Regions from separate parts of the Mus musculus genome. Here region 2 is linked to region 1. A link is a contact called in public ChIA-PET data. All regions are on one chromosome and are shown on one strand. Each heading gives the region's core, a stretch centred on a gene start, on an enhancer-like site or on the middle of the called end of the contact. The rest is flanking DNA. Distances are from core to core; before and after follow the strand shown. Region 1 overlaps Slc7a1 (solute carrier family 7 (cationic amino acid transporter, y+ system), member 1). Region 2 has its middle 57 kb from the start of Gm36405.

Region 1 (5,416 bases), core at 2,640-5,139:
AACAAACCAAACACTTGGTTTGGCAAGAGGCATGTGCTTGATAGACACCTGAAAGATGATTGGACCTCCTTTGTGAGCAAGGGCAGGAAACTAAGTCAAATTATGTGGAAACACTGAACAAATTCTTCAGTGGCCTAATTCTACTCATCATATTGTAACCTCACTGCTATAATCACTAATTACAGGCAGCAATATTGAAACATGTTTTCTTTTCCTTAATATAATAGTCACAAAGCCAAAACACTAATAAAGCAAAAATACTAACACAACTAGTAAATGGCCCATTTTCTTACTAGTGGCCATTCAAGAAATCACCGAGATACAAGTTGTATGGTACCTGGCTCACACAAGACCCCTGGCGCCAGTCGGATGCTGCAAGGAACTGACTCTGGCAGGAACACTAACGGATGAAGAGTGGCTCAGCCTCCCTAGATGTGACCCTTGGGACTCTCCAGGCCCCTCCTTCTCCAGCTGGACAGTGGGCTGTGTGCACCTCAGTTTCCTTCGGGTCTCCAGTACTATATTATATGGTCCTTTAACATTTTTTTAAAGATTTATTTCTTGTGTGTATGAGTACTCTGTAGCTATTTTCAGACAGATCAGAAGAAGACATCAGATCGCATTACAAATGATTGTGAGTCACCATGTGGTTGCTGGGAATTGAACTCGACCTTCGGAAGAGCAGTCAGTGCTCTTAAACACTGAGCCATCTCTCCAGCCCCCTATATGGTCCTTGAGTTTACCAAATTCTTCTAGCACAGCTGTCTTCTTGGGGATGAACATGATAGCATAAAAATAACCTCCTCTGCTCTGGGTCTACCACTGTTTGAGCGCAAACAAGAACACCTGTAATATGCCCCTAGAAAGAGATGGTACATGGGTTTTTGTTTTGTTTTGTTTTCAACTGATTGGGAGACGTTCATTTTTCTGGGGAATCTATGAGGTAAGACTCACGGATACTGGACTTGCAGATGATTACCTGAAAGTCCCCTTGGCTTGGATTATGCAAGAGGTCAGCCTACCAAATTCTACACCAGGAAACCTTCAACGGACAGGGAAGATGGGTGGCTCTGAAGGGATAGGAGTGCGTACATATGTGTGTATGTGTGTGTATGTGTGTGCATGCGTGCATGCCCTGCCCACGGAGATGACTATAAGAGGTTTTTTGTTGTTGTTGGTTTTTTTGTTTATTTGTTTGTTTTGGTTTTTTTTGTTTTTGTTTTTTTTTTGAGACAGGGTTTCTCTGTGTAGCCCTGGCTGTCTTAGAACTCACTCTGTAGACCAGGCCTCGAACTCAGAAATCCACCTGCCTCTGCCTCCCAAATGCTAGGATTACAGGCATGTGCCACCATTGCCCGGCTGACAATAAGAGTTAAACTCTAAGAATAATTGCATCTTACCCTCTGGTTTGTCTTTTATCAAAGTATAGGTATCTAGAACTGGAGAGATGGCTCAGCAATTAAGAGCACTGGCTGCTCTTTCAGGGGACTTGAGCTTGGTTACCAACAGACAAGTGTTGCTGGCTCACAACCATCTATAAATCTAGTTTTGGGAAACCTGGCTCCTCTTCTGGCCTCCATAGGTACCAGGTACACACTTGGTGCACACACACACACACACACATGCAGGGCCACATCCATACACATAAAATAAAAATCTTTTTTAAAAAATAAATTAACGCAGTTATCTTTTGGTGAGCCCAGTCCTGAATGTGAACAGCGGCAGTCTGATAAAGTTCTAATAGACGAGCTGCAGCTTTTCACAGTTCACAGCCGAGGAAGATTCGAGATCCGCTCCCCTCCATGTGCTGATTTAGTAACAGCCCGGGAAACGAGTTGTAACGGTAAGTGCATACTCACCAGCAATGGCGCCTGAGGTCACAGTGGCGATTACGGGTGTTTTGGTCCTATTGTTGATTTTGGCCAAAAATTTAAACAGTAGTCCATCTTCAGCCATGGCATAGATAACTCGGGGCATGGGAAACATGGAGCCTAGGAGACTGGGTGAGAGGAAAGCAAAACAGGCAAAAACCAGGTCATTGGCAGATAAGGCCTCAGCGGACCCATGCAGGGCTGCCTCCAAGGAGGGGCGTCTGCTCTCACCAAGATCAACTCCCCTCCGGTAACTGCCTGGCACCCGGGGCTACAAGCCCTGGCATTTCACAAAGTTAACATCGCAGGGCTAACAGGGCTAAGACCAATGGTAAGAACAGGGGCCCCTGACAGAGAAGAGATGCGATCCAGGAGCAACCTCCATAAAGGGAGATTTCACATTTGTGTCTGCAAATATTCCTAGCTGAGGCTGATCGTTAGCAAATGGTTCCTGTTTACACAAGCTGGTGGGGAAGCACAGGGTATGTGAGTGTGTGTGAGTGTGTGTGAGAGAGAGAGAGTGTGTGAGTGTGTGAGTGTGTGTGTGTGTGTGGTGGGGTATATGTCTCATTAAAAGGCACCCGCTCCTTTATGCAAAGGAGCTACTACCTTACAGCCAAACTAAAGACCAAAATACAGTGGTCAAAGAGGGGGCCTGGCTCAGAGGCCAAAGTCAGGAGCAGAAAACCATTTCCTTGCCAAGTATCATGCATAGACATCAGCTCTAGTTCTTCACAACATCGTGGTGGTTTTTCCCCTTACCTACTTTCACATTCTGTAGTTTGTAACCTGTGTCAACTACAGTATGGAAATATTAGATAGAAAATTCCAGAAATAAGCAACTGATCATTCTATTTTTTAAAATGGTCAGTATGTGGGCTGGAGAGATGGCTCAGCGGTTAAGAGCACTGGCTGCTCTTCCAGAGGTCCTGAGTTCAATTCCGAGCAACCATATGGTGGCTCACAACCGTCTACACAGAGATCTGATGCCCTCTTCTGGCATGCAGACAGAGTGCTCATAAACATAAAATAAATAAATAAATAAATAAATCTTTAAAATGTCAGTACATAGTAGTGCCTCCATTGTACCCTTAGCTATTGGTGTCAATCTTACTGTGCCAAATGTTATACATTACACATTTGTGTGTGTGTGTCTGTGTGTGTGTGTGTGTGTGTGTGTGTGTGTAAAAGGAAATACTGTGTATATGGGGTTTGGAATAATCTTTTGCTTCAGGCATCCAGTGTATCCATGCTCCCCATGGATAAAAGGGAGCACGTTTTATAACACAACACAGCTGTATAACATTCCACTGGGCTAAAACACAACGAGACACACCACTGACGCTGGGGTGCTGGGGTTGGGAGCACTCGGAAGCTGATCTCACCTGGTGGAAAGTGCGCAGAGAGAGCCAATGGCCACTGCGTACTTAGCTTCTTCCCAGCCCTGGTGCTTGAAGGCACCAGGCAGCGGGCTGTCGATGTCCAGGCAGAAGTAAGGCATCATGAGCGTGAGAGCGGCGGACACGCCAAAGTACGCTATGAAGCAAATGAGGAGGGACGCCACGATGCCCACAGGAATGGCCTTCTGGGGGTTCTTGACTTCTTCCCCTAGAAGCAACAGGGTGTCGGCCAATGAGGGAAGGGGGAGGAGTAGTCGTAGCATCACATCCTCTGCAAGGTCAAACGGGCTAAGCCACGCCCCACAGGGTTCGGTGGGCAGGAACCGGGGTCTTCTGCCCTCCCGTGACAGAGCAGGGTCCTCAGTAACGCCCACCGCATAACCACAGCCCAGGAAGGTGTTCCCGACCCTCCTATGGCAGCTCAGCTAAGGGAGAGGCTTGTTTCTTTTGGCTGAGAAAGGCTGAGAGGCTTAAGGGAGCCTGACCTATCCAACCTGCCCGGCTGTTGTTATTACAAAGGCCTGCGCGTGCAGATATGAAATCAGGCTACAGCCACGCTGTCATTGTCCCAGTCTAGCGGCAGAGCCCTCGTTATGTTAATGATGTAATTTCCTGCCAGGCACTGCTCCTAGGGGGTGTGGGGAGGTGAGAAGCTATCAGCAGGAAGTGACAAATCTCTGCAGTTACTCCCACGGACCCAGAGCTGCAAGTGGCCTGTGCCAAGAGGAAAAGGCATTACTGGAGGTGGTTGCAAAGAAGCAGGGCCCCACGGGTGCGAGAGTCCACGGACCTGTGGTGGCGATGCAGTCAAAGCCCACGAAGGCATAAAAGCAGGTCGCTGCCCCTGACAGGACACCAGAGAATCCAAAGGGCATAAACCCTCCCTCACCGTATTTCACGTTTGTGTCGCTAGGAGAAACAAAACAAAACAGCAAAGATTAGAACACCTGCTGCACGGTTCCATTTTTGGAGACAGCACAGCTCTGAAGAGAAGGACAGCGCTTCAGTCTCTCTGGCCAATGTCCCTAGTCTTCCAGTGAGGACTCTGAGTGAGTGTCAGGCCTCTCTGATCCAGGGCCCGGAGCAACAGAAGCAGGCGGCTTATACTCAACCACTAGATCCCTTAAGCACCGGTACATAGGAGGGAGAAATGGCTGTAGGCAAAAGTGGGGGTGTCGCCACTGAAGGTTTGCTTTGAAGAAACATTGGGCGGCAGCCCCTGTGGAGTGAGAGCCTGGGCTTACCAAGATGAGCAAGGTAGGGCTGGCAAGATGGCTCAGCGGTTAAGAGCACTGACTGCTCTTCCTGAGTTCAAATCCCAGCAACCACATGGTGGCTCACAACCATCTGTAATGAGATCTGACTCCCTCTTCTGGTGTTTCTGAAGTCAGCTACAGTGTACTTATGTATAATAAATAAATAAATCTTTGGGCCTAAGCGAGCCGACCAGAACGAGCTGAGGTCATTTTTGTTTTTGTTTTTATTGGGGTTTTATTATGGGCAGGAGCTGCCACCACAAGGTATGCCCCTCCCACCAAGCAGGTCCGTTCTAATCCTCCTGTGCTTTCTGGGACCTTTTCTTTTTCTTTGTGCTGCTCTTTGTGAAGCTAGCAGCAACTTCAGGCTCCTCAGAAAATTTCCTTTTCTTCTTAGGGGGGGAGCAGAGATCTTAAAAAATCAATCCCCAACAACCACATGAAGGCTCACAACCATCTGTACTCACATACATAAAATAAGTAAATAAAATCTTTAAAAAAAAAAAAGACAAGCAAAGTCGAGTTATTAAATGAAGGTGGAGAAGACGGAGCTTGCCATGTGGACAGCGCAGATAAATGACCAGAAACAGAAGCTTGGGTGCCTTGCTGACGACAGATGCTCTGACTCCGACAAGGGGCTCACACAGCCTTCTCCAACCGATGGAATGGGTGCAGCACCCAAGAGCAAGGATAAACCTTCCACAGAGACCCTGCCCCACTTTGCCTCAGACCTCCGCTCCCTGACATGTGCTGTCAAGCCTCCAGGCTCCTGCCTTAAGTTCCTGCCCTGACTTCCACCAATGATGAACTGTGACCTGGAAGTATAAACCAAACTAATCCTTTCCTTGTCAGTGTGTTCCTATAGCCACAGAGAAGCACTCAGGACATC
Region 2 (5,306 bases), core at 2,240-4,739, 520 kb after region 1:
TTAAGACTCTTAATACGGCAACTTACGTTTGAAGCAATTTTCCTATTTGTTGAAAAGAAGAAGAAGAAAAAAAAGAAAAAAAAAAACCTCTAAAGGAAGAGGCTTGGTGGATTTTGCACTGTTAATACAAAACTTCGACCTTCCAATTAATGTGAGGGGGGCAGAGGAACATCAAGGAAAACTTGAAAGTTAAACAAAAAATTCCTGCATAATTAGTGGGCACGGTTTGCAATGAAGCTCATTAAAAAGTTGATCTCACCCTGAAGCGAGCAAGAAAACAGCTTTCCAGAGTTGGGCAAAGATGGGGGGTGGGTGGGAGAGCGGGGAGGAGAAGGTGTGGAGAAGATGGCTGATGGGTAGGGGCCTGGGGCCACACAGGGGAATACAGGGCATATTCTAAAGCCCACACATATAACTACAGGCGACAACGGCTGACTGCCAGAGAGGATTCCTGGTGTTCCTGACCCAAAGAAATACTTAAAGATGATGCTTTCAGGACATAGACTTGTAGCCAGTGAGTTCTGTCTGGACCTCTACACTGTCGTAAAGTAACTCTGAGAGCAGTAGCAACCACTGAGATTAAGCGCTGGAATACACAAAATCAGTGTCCCCAAATTGCTACACCCACAGATGAAACACATTTAACCCCATGGCTCTTTAACACAGTCTATTCACCATTTTTGTAAAGATTTTGTGCTGATAAGGTTTTCAGTGTTCACGAGTCTAAGTGTTAAAATTTCTACATTGTGTTCTTAGAATTATATACAAATGCTGTCAGTTACAAACGTCCTACAAGCCATCAATAGATTAGCAGGGGTGTGGGGTGGGGTGTGGGTAGATGTTTGTGTGTGTTGGTTGGGTGGTTCTGTGAGTCAAGCCAGGGCCTTGCACGTAGAGGCTTTAGCCAGCACTGGGCTGCATCCCTGGCTCTCTGTTTTTCAACAAGGTCTCGCTATGCAATGCTGCCTTTTTTATTGGAACTCCCTATATAGCTGGAGCAGGCCTTGAACCCATGGTCCTCTGCCCAGCTCCTGAGTGCTGACATTGGGAGAACACACCAGCACAAACCTGGCTGCAGCTCACATTTTTTTTTTTCCTGGTTGGAAGCAATGTCAAAGCTGGGGTGGACTATTCTAGGTTAGGGAAGAGGGCTGGCAGTATCCAGCCCCATAGTTAAGGGGAGGGGGACTGACGGCCATGGCTGGGAGAAAGGAGAAAGTGATTTCTACAAACACTTCTACTAATACTGCTCTCCGTAGTCCTTAAAAACTGTGGGTTCCTTTTGTAAAATTATCACATCGGAAAATTACAAAGAGAGTAAAGTTATTCTTGTTTTAGTTTCAACTAAGTCTAAGGGCTGATTCTTTTTGTTTTTTATTTGTTTGTTTTTGTTTTGTTTTTTGTTTTTAAATTAACCTCTCAGTCTAGTCTCACTAAAACATTAAGAGAGCCCTTTGTGGCACAAACTAGTGAGTCTCTGCAAAGCTGAGTTACTCTGAAAGGCACCCAAAAGATGTATCTGCTAAATAAATTCTAAAACAAAAATAGTTATTAAAGGTCGGGGTTCTGGGGTGCATCCTGTGGTTGGCAGATGCACACTGCATGCTTCCCTCCCAGGAACTGTATGGAAATAGTGCAGCTCTCTGTTGTTCTCAGGCTCCTTTCTGAGCTGTGTCTAGATGCTCCAGCAAGCCCCTTTCTGTTGCTACGATGGATGCTGCAGCTCTTTCCCAAGCCCCTGTGGCTTATGACAGTGTCCAATCAGCTGTCGGCAGGCAGGCTTCCTTGGCCCTCCGCTGCAATGACCTTACTTACACCGTACCATTAACTGGTTTAATCAGAGCTAAACAGAAAGCTGGTCTCAAAACCCCACTGCTAGGCAATGGGGGAACCTGCTGAACTTAAATCTCCAGTGGAGACTATTTCTGAAATACAGATGAGAACAATTATTGTGACTTCACAATAAATTATTGATTTGGTTGAGAGTTATAGCTTATAAAAAGTTTCGGGGAAAGTTGAGAATTGCAATCTGAAAGTCACCAATCTAAAGCTCTGGAGAATAGACTTGATGCTCTCTCTAGATTGTGGACCACTTTGGATTTCAAGAGTTTTCGACTGGGTGTGCTCAATCGGTAAAATCTGTGTAAACGCCCCCCAAATGCAAAGAACTCCAAAGAACTCCACAGTCTGCATCACCTTTGGATAAGGGGGGACACAACCTACTCAGGGAAAACTAAGCGAACCCATCAGAAATCATTTCTCATTTCTTTACAAGGCAGGGTCTCAGGCACCCTGGCCGCAAACTTGTTTGTAGCTCAGGATGATCCTCCTGCCTCCTCTACCTTCTGAGCCCTGGGATCATAGGCCTGTTTTTCTTGTAGTACTACAGAATTCAATCAGAGCTTCACACGTGGCAGGCAAGCGCTATACCAACTGTGCTGTGGCTCCAGCCCCTGCCTGCTGAATTAAAATGAGCGTCTTTTCTGGTATACCTGAATGCATGATGAAGAATATAACTCCAGTGTGCATGACGGGTAACTAGTTTAGGGTACATGTGTGAATAGGCTGCCTCCACTGAGTGTGAGAGGCAGTGACCGCTCCCCTTCAAAGGCACATTTTGCAAGTCCTTTGCTGGTATCTGCTTGGAAAATCAGAGAGGGAAGCCAATTCTCACCGTGAAATCAGACTAATTTATTATCCTCAATCCGGAGCTAGCTTAGACTTCAAGCTCTGTTAGCTTAAACCAAGCTAAAATACGTTATCCACATCTATCCAGGGAGAATAAGTTAAGATTGGGGGGAAGGCTTTTAAAGGCTAACAGACTTCATGAGAGGGTTCTTACGACTTCGTAGAAAACAAACCGCTCTTAAAAAACAACTTTGATGAGTTAAATGCAAAATGAATGGGAAACATATGGGTTATATTTCCCTTAAGATGCGCGAGGGTTTAAACACTCGAGGGAATGTGTTTGCAAAGTGTGTCTAAGGAGTGTTACAAAATAGATTTCAAAATGCTTGAAAAATAGCCTGCGGTAGCTAACCAACCTCAGATGGGTCATGATAGTTCAGCCGCCCCTAACTGCATATTAATCGCAAGCACTGCTGTCCGAGATTTATATTATGGAAGGGAAGTCATATTGTGGTTAGTGATTTGTTTAAGAAATTACTGAAGAAGTGCTAACTAAAAGACATCTGGAGTAGTCGGCGTGAAACTGGGCTGTGGAGTAGAACCTCAATGGTGCCCAGTAGCTGAGGACAGACATACATGCAGCCAGGAGAATGGGGCTGAGACCCCGAGCGTGCAACTCTTGGAGAGCTGGACCACTTATGGGAGGCTCTAGATGCATTTCTCTGAAGCGTTCAGGATGCTTAGTTCATCCCAGAAAGCCTTGCGCTGAAAAACAAGACCTGTGCACACGCCCTCTACAGCAGGGGCAGCGGCAGCAGGGTTTACATCTCATGACACTGGAGCGCCTGACTGCCCACCCCCATCGCTAACATAAAAAGCAACAGGATGTGCTATGACACTCTCTAAAAATGTCCTGGTAAACATGCCCTGCCCGGAAGGGAAGGTGAGTGGTTAAAAACCTCAGAAGGCAGAGCAAATCTGGCGAGTAACTTTTGTGTATGCTTAGCTTTGCTCGGAGTAATCTGGGGTCTAACCGGTGCTGGGCTAGATTATGATCCTGCATAAACCAGGTCACTCTACAGCCTGCCTCCTCTCCTGCAGAAGGCCGAGTAGGAGTCCAAAGACAATAAATGTATCTCAATTATACTTGGCACCGCAAATGTTATCTTCAGTTCTTGCAGGCCAGTGTCTTGTATTTCTTAACTATTGACAACTTGAATTAATCAGCTCCGCACCCCGAATCCGGCAACTAGAGACCACTACCCCCAGCCTACTGACAGAGCACAGTCAAAACAAAGGTCTAGTAAATACACTGTGTAAGATTACTTTCATCTATAACATTTATAACAGACATACAAAACATAGACTTTGGTCCTAGACTCAAGATATATACAACTATTCCCAAGTCCCAAAGTGGCCAGACTCTTAAGCACTTCCGGTCGCCAGCATGTTGAATAAGGAATACTCAGGCTGTGCATATAATAAACATTTTCCTCTCTGACTTGCTGACTTGCTTTCGCTGCGCAGTGAGATACGCACATGTGTTTGGTTCCTAGATAAGAAGATCATTGAAAATCGCCAGTCAACTCTTCACCTCAAAGACAGCTGTTTGGACAAACATCATTGACTCCTGATTTTCAGCTCTGGGTAATGGCGAGTTGGGAGAGGTAAGGTTAGGAAAGAGGCCATACAGGGGACAAAAATTGCTTCCTTTCCCACCGGTTTGTGGGGCAGAAGGAGAACCAGCCAGGTGGGACAGGGAAACCCCATTCCTCTGTTTGTTAGGAAGGAGGTAGAAGATGGGGGGGGGGGCAGAAGGACCCTGCAACACTCACAGCATTCTCAGTTTCTCGGGAGTGGGGGGATGCCCAGCAATGAACTCTGCTCTGCCCGGTCCAAGCCACAACTTCAAGCTGCACTGATCCTGGGCCCTCAACAAAGCAGAAAGGACTGGTGGACAGAGGGAGAGAACTTGGCCCATCCTGCCCTCTTCTAGTTTGGTGCCACTTTTACCCGTGTCTTTTCTCATCTACACTTCAGGAGGGTAAAACCGCACTTGCAGTCACAGGAAGTGAGAAAAGTGGGGCCACAGAACTGTTTCCAGGCTCCTTCCAAGCTGCAAATAACAATGGCCCAGCTGGGTGGCAATGTAGCTGTGTGCAAATCTCAGCTTCACGCCTGGTCTCCCAGAGCACTTCTGGGATTTACGTGCCTTAGTTTCTCTTTTGTGGTTTTAATAAGAAAACTCTGCCAAGAGCCACATAAGGGAGAACGGTTTATTCCAGCCTACAACTTAAAAGTCAGTCCATCGTGGTAGGGCAGTCATAGTAGTCGGGGGCTTCAAAGCATCTGGTCACGTGGCTGGTCACGTGGTATCCATAGTCAGGAAGCATGGAGGGACGCATGCGTGCTAGTGTCCCACTCACTTTAACACAGTCCCGCATCTCTGCACAGGGACTGGTCCAGTCCACAGTTAAGATATATCTTCCCACATCAATTGACATAATGAAGACGACTTCTCAGACATTCTCAGGCGCTAACATTAATCTAGATACTTCATGACGGGTGAGCCAGAAGCTTGTCTCCTAGGTGACTGTAGAGCCTGTCAGAATGACGATTAACACTAACCGACAGGCAGAATCACAGAGAAACCCGAGAAATGACCGCATACAATTCAC

The links. ChIA-PET counts read pairs in DNA pulled down with a chosen protein or histone mark.
Region 2: an RNA polymerase II ChIA-PET map of memory CD8 T cells shows a contact between it and region 1, with 5 read pairs. The contact joins two enhancer-like sites. A contact is called at or near these places in 1 of 484 Hi-C or Micro-C datasets (stem cell-derived neural stem cells) and 1 of 115 datasets of contacts at active chromatin or transcription factors (memory CD8 T cells).

The regions. Positions count from the first base shown.
Region 1 is chr5:148,338,677-148,344,092 of GRCm38.p6, forward strand. It overlaps Slc7a1 (solute carrier family 7 (cationic amino acid transporter, y+ system), member 1), which reads right to left. Exons shown (of 13, transcript NM_007513.4): 6 at 4,062-4,180; 7 at 3,257-3,479; 8 at 1,860-1,999. Among named protein-coding and RNA genes, the nearest start is that of Slc7a1, 59 kb to the right of the region's middle. Within about 2 kb of position 3,890, at least 180 of the 459 cell types and tissues checked have an H3K27ac peak or open chromatin away from gene starts, as enhancers often do. A contact at or near this core is called in memory CD8 T cells, where this site is marked.
Region 2 is chr5:148,863,257-148,868,562 of GRCm38.p6, forward strand. No RefSeq gene overlaps it. Among named protein-coding and RNA genes, the nearest start is that of Gm36405, 57 kb to the left of the region's middle. Within about 2 kb of position 3,490, at least 64 of the 459 cell types and tissues checked have an H3K27ac peak or open chromatin away from gene starts, as enhancers often do. A contact at or near this core is called in memory CD8 T cells, where this site is marked.